Regions from separate parts of the Sus scrofa genome. Here region 2 is linked to region 1. The links are chromatin contacts, called in public HiChIP or PLAC-seq maps. All regions are on one chromosome and are shown on one strand. Each heading gives the region's core, a stretch centred on a gene start, on an enhancer-like site or on the middle of the called end of the contact. The rest is flanking DNA. Distances are from core to core; before and after follow the strand shown. Region 1 holds the start of EXOC7 (exocyst complex component 7). Region 2 holds the start of MRPL38 (39S ribosomal protein L38, mitochondrial).

What was found. HiChIP or PLAC-seq counts read pairs in DNA pulled down with a chosen protein or histone mark.
Region 2: a contact with region 1 is called in an H3K27ac HiChIP or PLAC-seq map of alveolar macrophages. The contact joins the promoter of MRPL38 here to the promoter of EXOC7 in region 1. A contact is called at or near these places in 1 of 5 promoter capture datasets (fetal liver), 2 of 47 Hi-C or Micro-C datasets (epiblast stem cells and liver) and 2 of 2 datasets of contacts at active chromatin or transcription factors (alveolar macrophages and skeletal muscle).

The regions. Positions count from the first base shown.
Region 1 is chr12:5,329,225-5,334,058 of Sscrofa11.1, forward strand. EXOC7 (exocyst complex component 7) reads left to right here and starts at 2,271. Exons shown (of 20, transcript XM_003357964.4): 1 at 2,271-2,428; 2 at 2,619-2,684; 3 at 4,823-4,834. The coding sequence starts at 2,369.
Region 2 is chr12:5,512,459-5,517,292 of Sscrofa11.1, forward strand. It overlaps MRPL38 (39S ribosomal protein L38, mitochondrial), which reads left to right and starts at 1,962. Exons shown (of 9, transcript XM_003131188.4): 1 at 1,962-2,232; 2 at 2,349-2,528. The coding sequence starts at 2,166.

The DNA of each region.
Region 1 (4,834 bases), core at 1,021-3,520:
GGTCCAGCCTTCCAGCCCCCCCTCTCCAAGGTCACACTTTGCCTCCATCCCTCCAGCAGGGATGGATCCCTAAGTGATGTCCCAGCCTCTTTGAGGACTTTAATTCAAAGCAGTGTGAAAATAAATTTACAGCTCACTTGAAAAAGAAACAAAATTAGAGTATCTAGGAAGTTGTTTGTTTATTTTGAGAAAAAAAAAAAAGGGCCAAGGAAGAATATCTCCAACAAATATTAAAATAAATATAATTAAGTCATAAAGCTATATGGCCTTAATTGGTTTGGTACTGGTGCTGAATTAGGTAAAAACAGTTCATTTGAACAGAATATACCGTAAATACTTATGGGGACTTATTTATGATACAGGTAGCATTTAAACTAGTGGTTGACTAATTATTGAAGAAATGATATTGGGACAATTGGGTGTCCACCCAAGAAAAAAAATGCAGATGGCTCCATGTTGTAAACATTAAAAGAAAAGAAAAGCAGGAGGAGGATCTTATAATTTTTCTTCTTTAGCTTGTTCATGTGATGGATTATCTTAGTTTATTTTCAAATGTTGAACCAGCCTTACACACTTGAAATAAATCCCATGTAGTCATGATGTATACTTTATTTTTATACATGTTGGATTCTATTTGCTAACATTTTGAGTATTTTTGCATTTGTATTCATGAGAGATATTGGATTATAGTTTTTCTTTCTTATAATGGAACTAGGAAGTTACCAAACTAAAGAACAGTGTGTGAGGAGTTCCCATCGTGGCTCAGTGGAAACGGATCCGACTAGCATCCATGAAGACGCAAATTCAATCCCTGGCCTCGATCAGTGGGTTAAGGATCTGGCATTGCCGTGAGCTGTGGTGTAGTCGCAGATGAGGCTGGGATCCTGCGTTGCTGTGGCTGTGATGTAGGCCAGCAGCTGTAGCTCTGATTGGACCCCTAGCCTGGGAACCTCCATATGCTACAGGTGCAGGGGCCGCCCCCCCAAAAAAAAACAGGCTGTGAAGGGAGCAAGCTCTTGCTTCCTCCCTATCCCCCACCCCCCAGAAAGAGCATCCCTGAGAGTTGGGCAGTTGGGGCCTCTAGGCGACCCTCACATTTGTGCTCTGAACAAGTTTGGGAATGAAAGCCAAGCAACCGAGGCTGCAGCTGAAACACCGCTTTCTCCTTTGGCTGAAGCAGCTTGTGCTGAGTATAGTTAGGGAATCACAGCTTTTACCAAATCAGTGTCCACTGCCAACAGCATGTGCCTGACATTGGGCTGGGAATCACCGAAACTGGTCTTTTCATTCTTTTATTTATTTATTTAATTTTTCTTCTTTTGGTCTTTTTAGGGCCGCACCCACAGTATATGGAGGTTCCCAGGCTCGGGGTCGGGGACAGAGTGCTCACCCATGGCCCCAACAGCATCTGAAACCATAATCCTGACTTGTGAGCCACCCAGCCCGGCCAGGGTGTCTGCTTTGGAGAGGGCTGTGTGGTTTTACTGGCGGGGTTGGTGAGGACCAGGCTGTGGGTAGAGAACTATAAGTCTGCAAACAGTGCAAGGCGAAGCCTGAGAGATCTGAGACCTGTCTAAGGGCTTGGGGCCCAGGGTGGTGGTGTCCTTAGGGAGAGACTGAGGCATGCATGCATTCAGACACACGGGGAGCATTTCTCACGGGCCTTGGAGGAAATCAGAAAGCCTTGGTTCCTGCGGCTGCCGGAATGTCTCAACTCCTTGGCGGGGTCTCCTCTAAATACAGCTTGGGGGCGTGGCCGGGGGTGGGGTTGGGAGAGGGTAGGGGACTGGTTCAAGGTTACTGCAGGTACGTATGCTCTGGATCCACTGCAAAACCTAGTTACTTGCACACTGGGCCTGTTCCGTGAGCTTTTAGGGCCAAAGAGGGACACTACACAGGTCCTTGGTTCATTAAATGGGCACAATTGGGTATCTAGTGTGTGACAAGCTCTGTGCTGCGTTTTGTGGGAAAGGCGACATTGGTGCCTGGATTCAGACTTCGATCTGGAGAAAGGAGTTCGTCATTGATTTTGTGAAAGGCGTAAACCTTCCCCCGAAGACGGCCAAGTGAGCTGTTACTGTTCTGCCAGCGACAGGACAAAACACCACCCAAGAACCTTCTCTGATGAGAACAGCAATCCCTTCACCTAGGAGAATCCAGGCCACACCTCCCTGCCACACTCAAGATGGCCACTCCAGACCGCTGTACTGAGTTCTACGCAGGCGCACTTCCACCTGCCACTCCCAATATGGCACCACTAGCGCGCCCCGGGGCGGGGCCACGGGCGGAAGTAGGTGTGACAGGAACGGGAGCCGAGAGGGTCAGCTGGGACGAGGTACTGGGCAGTGGGAGTCGCAGAGTCGAAGCCATGATCCCCCCGCAGGAGGCGTCCGCCCGGCGGCGGGAGATCGAGGACAAGCTGAAGCAGGTGGGGCTGGCACTGGGAGGCGGGGGAGGGGAAGGGGCCGAGATCCGGGCCAGGCATCCACTCAGGGAGGCGTCAGGAGTGGGAAGGGGACACTCCCTGCCAGGAGACTGAGTAGGGGGCGAGACCACGGGAGCGGTGAGCTCCTTTAGCCTCCGGCTTCTGGTGATGTCCTCCTTTGCGCTCCCCCCAGGAGGAGGAGACGCTGTCCTTCATCCGAGACAGTCTGGAGAAGAGCGACCAGCTCACCAAGAACATGGTGAGTAACCCCTCCTCAGCTGGGGGGGCTTCCAGGCGCTGGAGGAGACCCTGCGACCCGGTCGTGCCTGGACCTAAGGGCTGGGGTTCTGGTCTGGGTAGTGACAGCCGTGACGCGTGGGTTTCTCCCGCAGCAGTGTGGCACGTCTCTTACCCCTTGTCAGCCCCTTGGCCTCAGATGCTGCAGTCCCCGCTGGCCTGGACTTTCTGATCTCTGCCTAAGTTCTCCATGCTTCCTTCTCTCCTCTGCAAACACTTAGTGAGACTGACCTAAGTGGGTTGGATGCTGGCCATGTGTCACCCTCAATTCAAGTGAGGGTAGGATGGCCAGGTTACCACTTCTTTTTTTTTTTTTTTGTCTTTTGTCTTTTTGTTTTTGTTGTTGTTGTTGTTATTGTTGCTATTTCTTGGGCCGCTCCCGCGGCATATGGAGGTTCCCAGGCTAGGGGTCCAATCGCAGCTGTAGCCACCGGCCTACGCCAGAGCCACAGCAACGCGGGATCCGAGCCGCGTCTGCAACCTACACCACAGCTCACGGCAACGCCGGATCGTTAACCCACTGAGCAAGGGCAGGGACCGAACCCGCAACCTCCTGGTTCTTAGTCGGATTCGTTAACCACTGCGCCACGACGGGAACTCCATTTTTTTTTTTTTTTAACGCAGTGAATTTTATTACGTTTATAGTTGTACAACGATCATCACAACCAAATTTTATAGCATTTCCATCCCAAACCCCCAGCCCATCCCTCCACCCCCAACCTGTCTCCTTTGGCAACCGTAAGTTTTTCCAAGTCTGCGAGTCAGCATCTGTTCTGCAAAGAAGTTCATTGTGTGCTTTTTTTAGATTCCACACATAAGTGAGAGCATTTGATGTGGGTGTCTCACTGTCTGACTCACTTCACGTAGCATGATCATTTCTAGGTCCATCCATGTTGTTGCAAATGCCGTTCTTTCTTTCCTTTTAACGGCTGAGTAATATTCCATGGTGTATATGTACCACATCTTCGTTATCCACTCCTCTGTCCATGGACATTTAGGTTGTTTCCATGTCTTGGTTATTGTGTATAGTGCTGCAGTGCACATTGGAGTACAAGTATCTTTTCGAGTCATGGTTTTCTCTGGATAGATGCCCAGGAGTGGCAGGTTACCCCTTCTGAGATTACTGACTCACCTTTCACTCCAGAGGGCTTGAGGGGTAAAATGAGCTCTGAAGTCAGATCTGGGATCTAGTCCTTGCCCCTCCACTTGTCCGCGTATAGCTTGCTGACAGGTAACTCTGATCCTCAGTTAACTTGTCAGCTGAAACAGAGATGATGCCAGCCTCCCATAGCTCTGAAGGTCACAGAAGCTAGTGCAAAGGGACGTGTCAATAAGTATGAGTTTCTTCCTTATTCCTAGAGGAGACTGGAAAAACATAGGCTGTTTAGTAACACAGTCAGCAACTGCTAGTTCTTTCTTTTTTTCTTTTTGTCTTTTCTAGGGCCGCTCCTGTGGCACATGGAGGTTCCCAGGCTAGGGGTCGAATCGGAGCTGCAGCTGCTGGCCTACCCACAGCCACAGCCACAGCCACACCAGATCCCAGCCTCATCTGCGACCTACACCGCAGCTCATGGCAACGCCGGATCCTTAACCCACTGAGCAAGGCAGGGACCGAACCCGCAACCTCATGGTTCCTAGTCAGATTCGTTAACCACTGCGCCATCACGGGAACTCCTGCTAGTTCTTATTTAATGAGATTCACCCTTAGAAAGGGTTAGGAAGGTACCAGCAATGCATTTGAGGCTACTCTGTATGAAACTACTTCCTGTTCAGTCTAGAACGCTCCAGAGAGAATAGAAATTGAGCTTTGGCTTCGGAGGGTGGACGAGAAGCATTCTGAAGTGATTATCTGCGGAGGAATTAATTTCATGCCTGGCTTGCCTTCACATTAATTGATGTGGGCTACCTCCTGTGTGCCGGGCACGCGGTAGCTGCTGGGGATTCAGTGGGGAAGAGATGTCCCCCGTCCCTTCCCTCATGGGCCTGGTTGTCTAGAAAACCGTAGAAAAAGGCAGCAAATGCCAAAGACCCGGTGGGTGGCAGAAGCGGCTTGGGGACCACCCGGCGGTCTGCGAGCACGGGGCTGCCCTCCCCCTGCAGGTGTCTATCCTG
Region 2 (4,834 bases), core at 712-3,211, 180 kb after region 1:
TCACACCATTCCAGTGTTAATATGAGGACCAAGCTTCTGCTAGCACCAGAGCATCGAGACAGGTCACCACCCTGGTTGGGACATCAGGAAAGGCTTCCTGAAAGGACCACTGCTCGGACTCTGGGAGGTGGCCAGGCAACGGGGAAAGGTTAGGAGTGGCAGGCAGAAGGGAGAGCATGTGCAAAGGTCCTGTGCCAGAGAGAGAGAAGTGCTGAAGAAGTGAAAAGTGAAATCGAGTTTATGATTCATTTCTCTATCCAAAACTTTATTCCCTTTCATGTACCCTCTGGCCTCAATCCTGGGCTAACTGAACACATTATCAACCTGAGTCCAATGGCCGAAACTGCTGCTGTTGATAACATCACCAAAGCACTAAAGTTGCTATGATAGATAGCACTGTGTAAACTCAGTTGTTTTTCCAGGGCAAGATGACCTAACAGATCCCCGAACCATTGACCACCTGTCCAAAGATCCCTAAACCAGAGACAAATGATTCCCCAAACTGCAGGTCACAAGGCAATGATTAACCCCAGCTTCTTTGTTCGTCCCTTAAAAAAAATTTAAAAAAAAACGCAGTTCTCGATGGTAACAAACCCAACTAGAATCCACGAGAACATGGGTTAAATCCCTGGCCTTGTTCAGGGGGTTAAGGATCTGCGTTGCTGTGGCTGTGGTATAGGCTACCAGCTGTAGCTCTGATCTGACCCCTAGCCTGGGAACCTCCATATGCCCCTGGTGCAGCCCTAAAAAACAATAATAACTCAAAGCAAGGTGAGGGAGTTCCCTAGTAGTTAGGACTTGGCACTTCCATGGCTATGGCCCGGGTTCCATCCCTGGTTTGGGAACTGAGATCCCACATCAAGCTGCTGCACATGGTGGTCAAAAAAAAAAAAAGTTAAAGTGAATCTGAGGCTTGTCTTCCACTCCCTTGCTCGGTGTGACAATACTTTTACCTTGTTGCAAACCCACCATCAGAGTTTGGCTTTTGGCACCTTGGGCACATGAGCCCTTGCCTGCTTACAAAGAATTGGGTTGAGTTCCAGGACAGAGGGGCCAGAGCAGAAGTGGGGCCAGATCACCTGGGGTATCAAGTTTTATCTTGTTAGAACTGGATCAGGAGAGCCATGCAGCTCTGAAACGATTTAGGCAGAAACACTGTCTTGACCAGGTCACTTCTGTGTGGATGATAGAAACGCAGGATCCAAGCCACATCTGTGACCTATACCACAGCTCGCGGCAATGCCGGATCCTTAATCCACTGAGCGAGGCCAGGGATTGAACCCACAACCTCGTGGTTCCTGGTCAGATTTGTTTCCGCTGGGCCACGACAGGAACTCCTCTTTCTTTTCTTTTTAAGGCCACACCTGTGGCATACGGGTTTCCCCGAGAGGGGATAGAATAGGAGCTTCAACTGCCAGCCTACACCACAGCCACAGCCACACCACCAGCCCCATCTGGGACCTAAGCCTCTGCAGCACGTGGCAAGGCCGGATCCTTAACCCACTGAGTGAGGCCAGGGTTTGAACCCACATCCTCATGGATACTAGTAGGGTTCTTAACCCACTAAGCCACAATGGGAACTCCCCATCTACCCCCTTTAAACCACACTAGGAGGGAAACACTGTTAGCACTCGCATTTTTTTTCCAAACGAGGTCACACACAATCTGGGATTTGAACCCAAGCAGGCGGACTCCTGAATGCATCCTCGCACCTCCTCCTGCCTGTGCTGCCACACCAACTGGGAGCTCAGGATGCCGCCGCCTTTAAGGATGGGTGACCCTTATGAGCAGGACCCAGGGCCCCACAGAGCGCCAACCTCTCGAGTGGAGGCGGAAGCCCGCCGACGGCCCCAAGTCTGTACCTCCCCCTGGTGGCAGGCTGCGAGCCGGGGGCCCACACCGCTCGCAGCTCCGCCCCGCCGCCCACCGGGCACTTCCGGAGGCCGCCCGCCCTGGGCGACGGCCAGCTCTGGCCTGGAGGCAGGAGCTCGTGGATTCCGGGAAGGTCTTGGGGCTTGAGTGGGGGCGGGGCTTTAGGGCTCGGGGCGGGGCTTTAGGGCTCGGGGCGGGGCCTGCGCCGTGCGCTCAGGCGCGGCTCCGGCCACCTCTGCCGGGTCCTGCGGGCGGCGGCGGCGGCGGCGGCGGCGGCGGCGGCCTGAGCGAAGATGGCGGCGCCCTGGTGGCGAGCCGCGCTGTGCGCAAGTCGGCGGTGGCGGGGCTTCAGCACCTCAGGTGAGGGCTCTTGCAGGTCCCCGAAGAGCTGAACCCTGGGGCTTGAGCCCGCGTTCGCCTCCCGCCTCCGCGAGGCCGGCCCGGAGCCTGCCTGACGTCCCGCTCTCTGTCCGCAGCCGCCCTGAGCCGCCGGGCCGCTCCGCTGGGGCCGATGCCCAACGAGGACATCGATGTGAGCGACCTAGAGCGACTGAAGAAGTACCGCAGCTTCGACCGCTACCGGCGCCGGGCGGAGCAGGAGGCGCGGAAGCCGCATTGGTGGCGGACCTACCGGGAGCATTTCGGGGAGGAGTCAGGTGCGGGGAGGAGCTGGGCTGTGACCCCGCCTTCCGGGGACTCGGGGGAGGGGGCCTGCCCGCATTCCCGTCCGCACTGGGGTGGTTTAGTCCCTCCAGGATTTTTCACACCCTCTGGTCCTTGTATCTGGAAAATTCCCTTCCGTCAGAATGTGAGAGTTCCCCTTAGATATTTCTACTCCTAAAATGCTTTCCTGAGCAGCCCCCTCACCCCCCCACCCATTCCAGATTAGAGTGCCCTTCTGTGCACTCTTCGTGTAGTCCCGGCCACACATGACCGCCATGGATCTTGCACGCGCACAGTGCTTGGCACGTAGGTGTGCAATACTTTGCTGAATTAAACTAAAAGCCCTGGGCAAAATGACCCAGGATTCCTGCCTTTGAGGGACCTACACTTAGTGAGTGCATCCTTTTAGAAGGCATTTATGGGAGTTCCCCTTGTGGCCCAGGGGTAACGAACCCGACTAGTGTCCATGAAGACGCGGGTTCCATCCCTGGCCTCGCTCAGTGGGTAGGATCTGGTGTTGCTGTGAGCCGTGGTGTAGGCTGCAGCTGTAGCTCTGACTAGACCCCTAGCCTGGGAACTTGCATATGCCCTGGATTCAGTCCTACTGAAAAAAAAGCTAGGCATTTATGGGTGGAGTTTTAATGGTGTGGTTAAGGGCACACACATGGAATCTACAAAGTTGTTAAACAAAAATCAGCCTCTTGGGAGTGACTTTCCTGAGGCTGAATTTCCTCAGTTTACAATTTTAATAAAATGAATGATTATGCTGGAGTTCCCGCCTTGGTGCAGTGGGTTAAGAATCCGACAGCAGGAGTTCCCGTCGTGGCGCAGTGGTTAACGAATCCGACTAGGAACCATGAGGTTGCGGGTTCGATCCCTGCCCTTGCTCAGTGAGTTAACGATCCGGTGTTGCCGTGAGCTGTGGTGTAGGTTGCAGATGCGGCTCGGATCCCGAGTTGCTGTGGCTCTGGCGTAGGCCGGTGGCTACAGCTCCGATTCAATCCCTAGCCTGGGAACCTCCATATGCCGCTGGAGCGGCCCAAAGAAATAGCAAAAAGACAAAAAAAAAAAAGGTTAAGAATCCGACAGCAGCTGCTCAGGTTGCTGCTGAAGAACAGGTTCAATCCCTGGTCGCAGTGGGTTGAAGGCTCCAGCTGTTGGCTGGGATTCAGTCCCTGATTCAGGAACTTCCATATGCCGCTGGTTTGGCCTTAAAATAAAAAAACTTATATCTGTATATCTATATGACTGTGTGTCACAGATTTGCTGTGAGGATGAAAGGAAGCAGTTCATTGGAATTCTTAGACTAACGTCATTCTTGTTGAGAGTTCAATGTATGTTTCTTATTGTCTTTGTCTAATGTAAATGGGAAAACGTGTTGGATTGAAAGTTTTCTAGGGCCTTGTTATTCAGAGTGTGTTCTGAGACCAGCAGCATGGGCAGTACCTGGGAGCTTGGGAGAAATGCAGAGTCTCAAGCCCCATGCTCACCTGCTGATTCAGAATTTGATTATTTTGGTTTTTTTTTTTTTTTTTTTTTTGCTTTTTAGGGCCGCACCCACAGCATATGGAGGGTCCCAAGCTAGGGGTTCAATTGGAGCTACAGCTGCCAGCCTACACCACAGCCACAGCAACATCAGATGCAAGCCATGTCTATGACCTACACCACAGCTCATGGTAATGCCGGATCCTTAACCCACTGAGCAAGGGTATTGAACCCCCATCCACATGGATACTAGTCAGGTTCTTAACCCACTGAGCCACAGCAGGAACTCCTGCATTTGTTTTTTATATGCTTTTCCATCATGATCTATCCAGACCTTCTTGTTTATCCATTCGCAATGTAATGCTTTGCTTCTGCTAACCCCAGACTCCCACCCAGTTCCTCCCATTCCTTACCCCCACCCCCTTGGCAACCACAAGTCTGTTCTTTTTATTTTCTTTTTAGGGCCGCACCCATGGCGAATGGAAGTTCCCAGGCTAGGGCTCGAATCAGAGCTATAGCCGCCAGCCTACGCCACAGCCACAGCAGTGCCGGATCCTTAGTCCACTGAGCGAGGCCAGGGATCAAACCTGCATCCTAGTTTGGGATACTAGTCAGATTCATTTCCGCTGAGCCACGATGGGAACTCCCACAAGTCTGTTCTTTATGTCTTTCTGTTTTGTAGATAGGTGCATTTGTACCCTATTTTAAATTCCCGTATATAAGTGATATCATGTGATATTTGTTTCTCTTTCTGATTTACTTCCTTTATGAGAATCTCTAGTTGCGTACGTATTGCTGCGAACGGCATTATTTC